Linked DNA regions of Mus musculus: region 2 is linked to region 1. A link is a contact called in public HiChIP or PLAC-seq data. All regions are on one chromosome and are shown on one strand. Each heading gives the region's core, a stretch centred on a gene start, on an enhancer-like site or on the middle of the called end of the contact. The rest is flanking DNA. Distances are from core to core; before and after follow the strand shown. Region 1 has its middle 19 kb from the start of Gm33447. Region 2 overlaps Arhgef28 (Rho guanine nucleotide exchange factor (GEF) 28).

Region 1 (4,767 bases), core at 929-3,428:
ATGAGATGCCATTCCACAGCATCACACACAGGGCTGTTGCCAGGCTTGAGAGCTTGCTATAAGAATGCTTCCTCTGTGGAGCTCTTGGGACCCCCACTCTGCTTCAGAACAGCCTTGTTGGGGTGCTGCCTGCAAATGGGTCCTGCTAACAGTCCTTGGCTTCTTTATTCACCACACCAGCTGGACCTCTCCTCACCCAATAGACTTAGCATCACTTGCCGGGAACCCAGGACCAATAAGAAGATAAGGTTATCCCCTGCCTGGTGGGGTGGATCAAGATTTATACGCATTTTGAAGAATAACCCTTGCTAAATGAAGTTAGCATCATCATTATCAACAACCACCACCACCACCACAACAACAAAACCGGATAAAACCTCCCTGGTGGACCCTGCGCTAATAGTGTCAAAGGAAGGGTCAGGAAACAAGCAGAATAGATTTCTTTGTTTTTAAGTCATAGGATCACGGCATTTACCATTACCCCTAGGACTGAGAAAGCAGGTTCATTTACAGCAGCATAAGCCACACCTCAAGAAAATCTCCCCCCTTGTCCGGCTGCAGCGGTTTCTAATCTATGAACCTACCAGGTTCTCGCCATTGTCTTCCTGACCCACCCTCTTATGGCGACTTGGGAAATAGGAAAGGATGTCCCCCAGAGGACACAAGCTCAGTCTAGCACTTGAGTCTAGCACTTGCCCATCCTAAGGCTTGACCTTTCCATCTCCTCACTAGTCACACCAAGTGCAGCCTTTTGTTGTTGTTGTTGTTGTTTGCTGTGTTTGCTTGTTGTGGTCGTTGTTGCTGTGGAAGACTAGCTCAGAGTTCAAGGTCGTTAGCTAAACTAACCTATGCTGTTCTTTGTAATTCAGTTATCTGGACCCAGCAATTTAAAGTGAACCCATTTCCTTTCTAGCCCTTCCCACCCTAACTAGCACACCCCCCACACCACCCCCTCCCCGACCCTCACCCCCATCATGGCCATGTTCCTCCCGGCATGTACATGTACTTTTACTATAAATTCAACCTGAGTGCTTTCTGAGCCTCTTTGGTCACAAAAACCAAGGGTCTTCCTGCTGGACCACAGGCCCACGCCTAGGCCTAGGCTCCTACTTAACCTCTTGACCCCAGGCTGGGGCAATATTCCCCAGACTCTACCATGGAAACTCTGCAGAGGGGAGTTGCCAGGGATTAAAACAGCCCACTGAGCTGCCTCCCACCCTCACACATTCAGCTCTTTCTAACCACCCTCTCTCTATAAACTGTCCTTCTGTCACTGAGCCTTCTTCCCCCAAGAGTACGTTGCCAGCATCCCAGCCAGGGGCAACTGGAACACGGCCCACTCTATTCAAGAGATATCCAGTCTCCCCGCCCCCACGAAGACAAGCACCTGTGTAAATCACACCTACTCTACTGTCCATTTTAGATCCCGAAACATCTACTGATAAATATTTGTGGAAAAGCAAATCCCTGGATTTCCCTCCTGGTCTGACCACATACTAAGACGCATTAGAACTAAGCCCTAACTATGGGCACATCAGTAACTCAAAGAGGCACCTCATAAACACTGCGATCATATTCTCTCATTCCTCTGGTTGCCACAGAGGCCCCTGGCCGCCCATTCTGATTCTTCACTTTTTATGCTTGCCACCGATGTCTCATGGTGGGGATCTTGGGCTGCATACGCCTTTATTCCCTGAAGCACCCACTTCTAGAGACAGCTCCCCCTGGTTAGCCAGATGAGCTTCAGCTCTCAGTGTATAGCAGAAATACCTTCAATGCAGGCTTTGGGATTTTCTATTTGTGGGATCTTGAAAAAAAAAAAAAAAATCTTTGATTACCAACTTGTGATTCTGAGAACTGCTCTTTGAGAAACTGCAAACCTCTGTGTTGAGTACACACTAGGCTTTCAGTGGATTGAGTTATAGATGAAAATACCATCAGAGTGATGTTTAGCACAGACCTATTTTTATACAGCGTGTGCTACGTCGACTCTCAGATGTAGTGACAACCAAGAAAGGCAAGCAATTGTCTAAGAGAGGGGGGAAATCCTGGCATGTGGGGAGGCTCTGATTGTGCACTGATGATAAATTAATTTCTGCCACTCACCACTGACTCTTCTAAGTAGAGCTGTGTGGTGCAGCCCTGTCATTAGCTTCTCTGCTGGAGCTAGTGAAATGTTAACTCGTAGATAGCCTCTCCTTGTGGGGCAGCACATCACTTACCTACTTTCCCACTGTTTAATCTCTGTCCCCAAAGATGAACTTCTCACATTCCTTTAAAATGACCTGGCTCTTTGAAGCACAACCACCCATTGCTAAACGCAGCTGTCCAGCTGAGGGATTTATAAGGACCACCCTAACACTCTCAAAGAGTGAAGGAGCTCGCCTGGGGGTGGAACTCAGTGGCAGAGCCCTTGCCTCATGTGCATGAGGCGCTGTGTTCAATCCCAGCCCTGTAATAATAATAATAATAATAATAATAATGGTGATGATGATGATAATTATCAAAGACTGAAGGAGGCAATATGGAATCACTCCAGAGCTTCCTGGCTACTTCTGATTCCTGACCATAGCATAAACGATAAACACAAGTAGACCTCCCAGGAACACTGCTGTCATTCCAGGTCCCGTAGACAGGCTCTGAGCAGATAAATAACCCTACCCAGAGGCATGACTCACACCTAGAAAAATGTCCGAGTTCGTGAATCTGGTTTTCGTTTAATCCTCCCTACCGCAGATGGACATTGTGAGAGAGACAGTGTCTCTTATTGGCCTGGCTCTCACCCGTTGTGCTTGGCTGGCCCACCAGTGAGGCCCGGGGATCTGTCTTTCTCTGCTTCTCCAGGATTGGGATTACAATAACATGCTACAACACTGGTTCCAAAAATCAAACTTAAGTCCTTGTGCTTGGAAGGTGAGCATTTTCCCAACAGAGCCAGCTCTCCGGGCCCTACTGTAGAACACTCTACAATGGTTCTGATACTTCTAAATATTGCATCACGTTGTAGGTAGAATTAATCTTAATATTGGATTAACTGTGTGAGTCACTGTTGTGAACACTCTACATGCATGAGCTCATTAAAATAGTGCAACGTTCCTGTAAGGTAGCCACCAATTCTTCCCGTTCTGTAAATAAGAACAACGAAGCTAAGAGAAAGGGGCCGCATTGTGCAGGGTACATTTACACAGGGTCAGACTTCCATGTGAGCTTTGCCATCGTGTCTCAGTGTACAGTAATGTAACAGGGCTCTCCATCCCAATGCCCTTCTCAAGAGTCAATGCAGGGTCAAAATTTTTACTATAAACACTGTCAAAGTCTTTGTGAAGGCAGGTTCATTTTACAGGAGTACCATGTTCTACATAGATACTGTGATTAGGTTTTTGAATAGAACCATGATAGTAAGTGATATTCAGCATCCTTAGTCCAGGAACATCAATTACCACACGGGACTATTATACAGCCCCAAACACTGACAACTGTCTCCTGGGGACAGACATGGCATGGAATCCTTTGGAGAGATGAATACTGAGTTTTCACTTTAGTCACATGTAAGCCACATAATTTGGTAAACAACCTTCTAACGATGGGAAAGAGCAGGGTTCAGCTTAGCCATAGCTTGACAGGAACACAGGGAAGGTAAGGACCTGCAGTAGTTACATTCACCAGGCACATGAGTGACGGTAGTACTGGGCATTTTAAGTTCGGAGCAAAGACCACAAGCTCTCGTGGCTTGGAATCTGGTGGCAGCTGCAATTTATCAGCCTCTCCAAGCTTCCATCACACAAAGAGGTGGGGCCAACATTCCTCCCTCACACAAAGATGAAAAGAAATAGCTGAAAAGATTGCTGAACACAGGGAAGGTGGCTGTCGGAGTCCTTCTTGTCCGCAGCATTGAACCAAAAGTCAAAGTGAGTTTCAGTCCTGCCTTGCTATGTGACCTTGATCTCTTCCCATCTCTGGACCTCCAGTTTCTTGCTTGTAAGAACAAACATAACCAAACTGACTTTTAGGAAACTTGTCATCTCATACTACGAGGTAGGTGTTGGGAGCAGGTGGTGAGGACCTGATGCGGATGGGCCTGGTGCTGTTTGTATGTTGATGCTAATTCCACTCACCTGGGAGGGATTGCAGACAAGGAGTGAGTCACTGTACTCAGGTGACTTCTAGTGAACCAATTCCCTAATGAATAAAGGAGCCAATCACTGGGTGAGTAGGCGGGACTTCCGGGTTGAATGGAGGAAGAGAGGAAGCAGAAGAGAGTTAGGTCCTTTTGGACGGGGATAGCATGAGGACAAGATGTAGCTATGAGTGTCTCCGGATGATTTAGATTTAATAAGGCTTACAAGATTAGGATTTTAATTGTTGTGCCCAGTGATTAAGTTATTATTGTTTCTGAACTAAGTTTGTGTTGTGTTTTCCTTCACATAGTGGCTCATCTGGGTTCAAGAGAGAAAGGTACAGCGGCAAAGCGTGGGTTTGCCTGATGTGCACCACAAAGGCCATGGGAGATTTGAAGCACAGGGTTGGCGTCGTAGCAACCTGCCTGTAGGAACTGAGTGAGCTGGGTGGAGAGATCTTGGAGCACTGAGTCAGAGTCTCCATGAGATAAAAACAGGTCAGCCATTTTCCTCAAGTGTGTGGCCGACCAGCCCGCGGGGTCAGAGAGTAGCAGGGTGCAACATGGGAATGTGATGGTTCTTTTTTTAATATTTCCCACAACAAGGACCAGGAACCTGTGTAAAAAGGCAAAAACATGGGAAAGCAAAA
Region 2 (4,767 bases), core at 1,054-3,553, 620 kb before region 1:
AGAGTGATCATGGCCTAGTTACTCCAGCGAGCAGCCTGGGTAGCCTTGACTCCTCTATGACCTACAGTCTCAAGTTGCAAACCACCTGGCTGAGTGAGTGGGACAGGCGGAACCCACAAACGCATAGTCTGTTTCTCAACTGGTAGCGACCAGAAACGCCTATCTATTGCAAACCATCACTGTTCCCAAGATAAATAGAGTCTGCTTCCTCGCCTTCAGTTATCCTGCTTCCCTGTCCCAGGAGATTTCTGTTGGCGTGCTAAACAGGTGGATGAGTGTTTTCAGGGTGAGGTTATGAGAGTATATTTCCCAAGCATTTCTGTATAATTTTCAGGAATATAGCAAAGTTGAAACAAGTATGTGACGACTGCGCGTTCTATTAGATTCTGTAGTTGTCATCATTGCTCTATCAAATCTAGCCCCCAGTTCATCCATCTGTGTGATTCATTTTTACTTAAGAAGCTGCTGTTTTTCTCTTTAGAACCATTTCAACCTAAAGCAAAATGGAATTGCGCTTATATAGGTGTACGTAGAGACATAACGCTCTTCTCGTCCTTTGTCCCCCTCAGTCCTGTAAAGCCAGTCACAGGGTCCTTTCTTTGTAGGATTCAGGAAGAAGAATGGGATGAATACGTCATTCCTGCCAAATCCGAGTCTGAAAAGTACAAAGTGAGCCGAACTTTCAGCTTCCTCATGAACAGGATGACCAGCCCACGGAACAAATCTAAGGTAACTGAGTGTCTGTGCCTATCTGCTGTAGAGTGTAGGAGGCTTCCGTCCTCAGCAGCTAGAGGCATTCCTGTATGTGTTCCCCTTCCATCTCCCGCCTCTGACTGTACATGCCCCTTCTTACGGATTCTTGTCAGCTCGTTAGGATTGTTAAAGCCCGTGCATGGGTCAGCTCACATGGATGCCAGGGCTCTGTAAGAGTGTTAGATGGTGACTGTTTTCTATGTTTCCTCCTACTTTTTCTATCATGACTGCTGCCTCTGAAGATGAAAAACAAGGACACTAAAGAAAAAGAAAAAATGAATCGACATCAGTTTGTCCCGGGAACGTTCTCCGGGGTTCTGCAGTGCTCCGGTTGTGATAAAACACTCCTGGGGAAAGAGTCACTCCAGTGTGCCAGTAAGTCCCATGTGTGATGTGTTCTCTGTCTGTCCTGAAAGCTCCCAAGGGTAAAACCACTGCTCAGCAGGTTTGCACAGACCTACTCGTGAGGGCCTCACATATCACAGAGCTATTTGCCTTGCAGTGGTCAGTACTGGTCATTCGGTACTTGTGTCCAGTCGATGACTTTCTTAAGTCTAAGCCTGTTACCTCATTGTCTGCTGGACGTCTCCACTTGAATATTTCACATCTTTTGAATGTTACTTGCTGGAAACTGAGATCTTATCCCATCTCGGTGCTTGCTGGCAAGCCGATCCACCCATAGCCCCAGACAGACACTTGTCACAAGACTTCAGAGGATTTGTTTATGACGCCTTTTCTCTTGCATGCTGGTCCTTTAGCAACTCTCTTCACTCGGTTTCCAACGTGTATCTCAAACCCACCTACTTGTCACCCATCACTGCCCTCACTCACCTGAAGCCACCACTAAAATTGGTCCACTTATGTTGGTTTTCTGTGGCTGTGATAAACTCCAATGACCAGGACCAGCAGGCTGTTTTTCAACGACGGGTTCCTAAGAGGAAGGACCAGGGGATCCGAAAACAAAGGAGACAGGAAAGCTTGAAAATCGGGAGGTCTTACATAAGCGCTGTCTGATGCCAAGCAACTTTCTTAAGAAATACATCATCTTAGGTACAGTTCGCAGGGGAGAAATGAAACAGAGTCAGCAGAAAGCTATCATACTGTGGTTAGAAACCAGCAGGAAGCTAATCAAGCATTGTTGCATAATGGGAACACGGGATATTTCAAAGGCATCAAAGACAGAGTATGCAAAGTCCCGGGAATCAATAACCACAGCCCGAAAAGAAGGGGAAAATGAGTCCTTAGGATCCAGAAAACTGCAGTGTCCCTAAGGTCTTGCCTCAAGCTACTCCTGGACTTGCCAAGTATGTACCTGGTTTTAGAGCAGGGACTAAGTTCCTCCTCTATATATCAGGGCCTTAGGGAAAGTCCTGGACCAGCCTGGCCCTCAGCAACACACCATACCAAAAGTACCTAGAAAAGGAAGGGTTTATTTACTTGACACACCCTGTTCACAGTCCATCACTGAGGAAAGCCAAGACAGGCGCTGAGGCAGGGTCAGAGCCCATGGAAGAATACTGTTACTGGCTTGAACTCTGTGGCTCACTTGCCTTGCTTATTGTAAAACCCAGGACCTCCTATCCAGTGGCAGCACCGCCCATAGTGGGCTGGGCCAGGCCACATGAATCATTAACTACAAAAATACTTAGAAGCCAATGTGGTGAAGGCATTTTTCCAGTGGAAGTTCCCTCTTCCCAGATGACTTTAGCTTGAGTCAAATTGACAAAGAACTAACCAGGACACAAGGGCTCCTCTCCTCTTGCTTCCTTGGCTGGTCACATCGCCTTCTTTACCATTCTTCTCACAAGCCAGAATACTCCTGTCCTAGCACCTTCTGTCTTTGAGGCTCTTCCTTCAGTAAGCTCTGTAGATCATCAGTAACACCACCCTGTACCTGGCTTGCCATTTCCTTATCACTGAGTCCCCGGCCCTGTTATTTACCACCATGTGTGTTATGGCATATTTCCATTCACTGTAAGTTCTGGAAGGAGAAAGGGGGGGCATAGTAATTTTTCACAGCCCCTACACGAGCCAACGCAAAGCTGATCCTTAATACTTATGTTTAATTAATGAGTCCTAAGGTAAACTGATGTGCAAGCAAGACCTGCTCCACTTGAGTCCACTAAGTGGGTGTTGATGGCATTGTGGTCGAAGCTAGAAATTGCCAAAAGTGCTGTAGACATGCTCAGCTGTCAAACCAGATATTACTTAAAAAAATAGCTGTATGAAGACTTACAGAAAATATTCGGATTATATTATATATATAATATAACTTGGATTACTATCACATTTTGACGTTGAGTAGTAGATGATGACATGGGCATGAATGAAAACTTAAGTTGTCTCAAACTTTTCCACCTCCAAAAGCTTTGCTGTTAATTTATCATTTTATTAGCATTTAACATTGTTCAAGCTAATGGGTTTTTCTGATGACACTCCGTACATGCATGTAATATACCTTCAGCATCTTTAATTCCCCACTGTCATCTCCTGCTGCCCCCTGTTCCCCTCCCCCACTTCCAAGCCCCTCTCTACTCTCGTGCATCGTCTCTGTTGTTTTCCTTTCTCTTTAATTATTATTTTTACAATGATTCATGTAAATATACAGATAAATATACAGATACTGCCTGAGTCCATCTAATGTTGCTCTTGTGTTGCGGGTTGAGCGTGCCGCATTGGGTAGCCACTTAGAGGGCTCATCCCTGGGCATGTGTGAGTCCCCCCTTCTCTCAGCAGCCACTAATTACTTATAGTCTCTTCTAACCCCAAAACATTGCATCAGCCTTTAATCTAAGATTGCATCTGATGATATTATCAAGAGTATTTAGTTATTCCTCCTGGTTTACTCACTTCTTCTTTTATAGTTTCACAACATAAATGAACATTTGTTCTCACACGGATCTGTCTACATTGCTGATTAGTCCCTTAGATTAAATTCTACAACCAGGTTGTGAGTTGAAGTGTACACTAGCTGCTTCTCTTTATACAACAGTGGTTTTTAGAATTAGTTTGGGGACTTACAAGGTTTTCATTGGGAGTGGAGTGTTGGTCGCTCAAACTTGGATTACTATCACATTTTGACATTGAGTAGTAGATGATGACATGGGCAGTCTCTACTGTGTTAGATGTCTAATCCTCTATGCATAAGGGTCAATAGCTCTACTATTATAGACAAATATGATGTAAAACAATATGTTGTAGAAGAAGTACTCAAAATCTTGGTGTCATTGTTGCTGTTAGATTCCTAGTTGCCAACAGTTCACAAACATTGCTGTTCTGCAGTGTTCTCATGTCTACCTGGCTTAGGTGCTTGTATGTACTTTGATGTGACACTATCTGGTGGACAGGCCTTCTCATATGCACTCATCGCGGATGAACTTTAATCAATATTGTTTCACTTTCATATCCTTTCCTGCCTTCTGCACTGAGTTCTGCTTCTCTCTCAAATGTGTTCCCCGTGTTTGTTCCTTTTCTTTGTCTGTCACATAACCGTTTCTGTGAGTCTCATTCTTGGGGTGTGTGTCTTTAATTTAGCTCAAGAGAGTCTGTAATGTAACGGAAAGATCTTGTTTTATAACAAAGGGTTGTTCTTATTTACATTTAGTTTTACTGCTTCCGACTATCTTTGATAGTTTCTGGCTGTTTTCCTTGCTGTCTGGCTCAGCTCTTTGGACCATGTGTTGTTTGGTTTTATTGTTTCCTGCCATTTGGCAAGATAAGGGCTTTTAATATCTCCTAATGATAGTGCTATGGCTGTGTGGGGCTCATAATTTAATACAGTTTTTCTTCCTCATGTGAGCCTCCTTCTCCTCTCTGTTATATATCCAATTGTTGCATTACTGCATTCTTATATTGTAGGCTGAGCATTTCAGGAATTGACGTGGCTGCTTCAGGAGCAATTCAGTATTTTGGTTTTTTTGGTTTACTTCTCTGTGTATACTTACAATTGTTTTAAAACCATTCTCCCTCCTTCATTTTCTGTCCTCCCTTCCTTGCTTCTTTCTGCTCTTCCTT

The links. HiChIP or PLAC-seq counts read pairs in DNA pulled down with a chosen protein or histone mark.
Region 2: a contact with region 1 is called in an HNF4G HiChIP or PLAC-seq map of pancreatic cancer cells. The contact joins two enhancer-like sites. A contact is called at or near these places in 3 of 115 datasets of contacts at active chromatin or transcription factors (extraembryonic endoderm stem cells, pancreatic cancer cells and trophoblast stem cells) and 1 of 9 other capture datasets (embryonic stem cells).

What each region holds. Positions count from the first base shown.
Region 1 is chr13:97,355,027-97,359,793 of GRCm38.p6, reverse strand. No RefSeq gene overlaps it. Among named protein-coding and RNA genes, the nearest start is that of Gm33447, 19 kb to the left of the region's middle. Within about 2 kb of position 2,178, at least 15 of the 459 cell types and tissues checked have an H3K27ac peak or open chromatin away from gene starts, as enhancers often do. A contact at or near this core is called in pancreatic cancer cells, where this site is marked.
Region 2 is chr13:97,974,392-97,979,158 of GRCm38.p6, reverse strand. It overlaps Arhgef28 (Rho guanine nucleotide exchange factor (GEF) 28), which reads left to right. Exons shown (of 36, transcript NM_012026.2): 15 at 606-729; 16 at 996-1,128. Among named protein-coding and RNA genes, the nearest start is that of Gm34388, 83 kb to the right of the region's middle. Within about 2 kb of position 2,303, at least 38 of the 459 cell types and tissues checked have an H3K27ac peak or open chromatin away from gene starts, as enhancers often do. A contact at or near this core is called in pancreatic cancer cells, where this site is marked.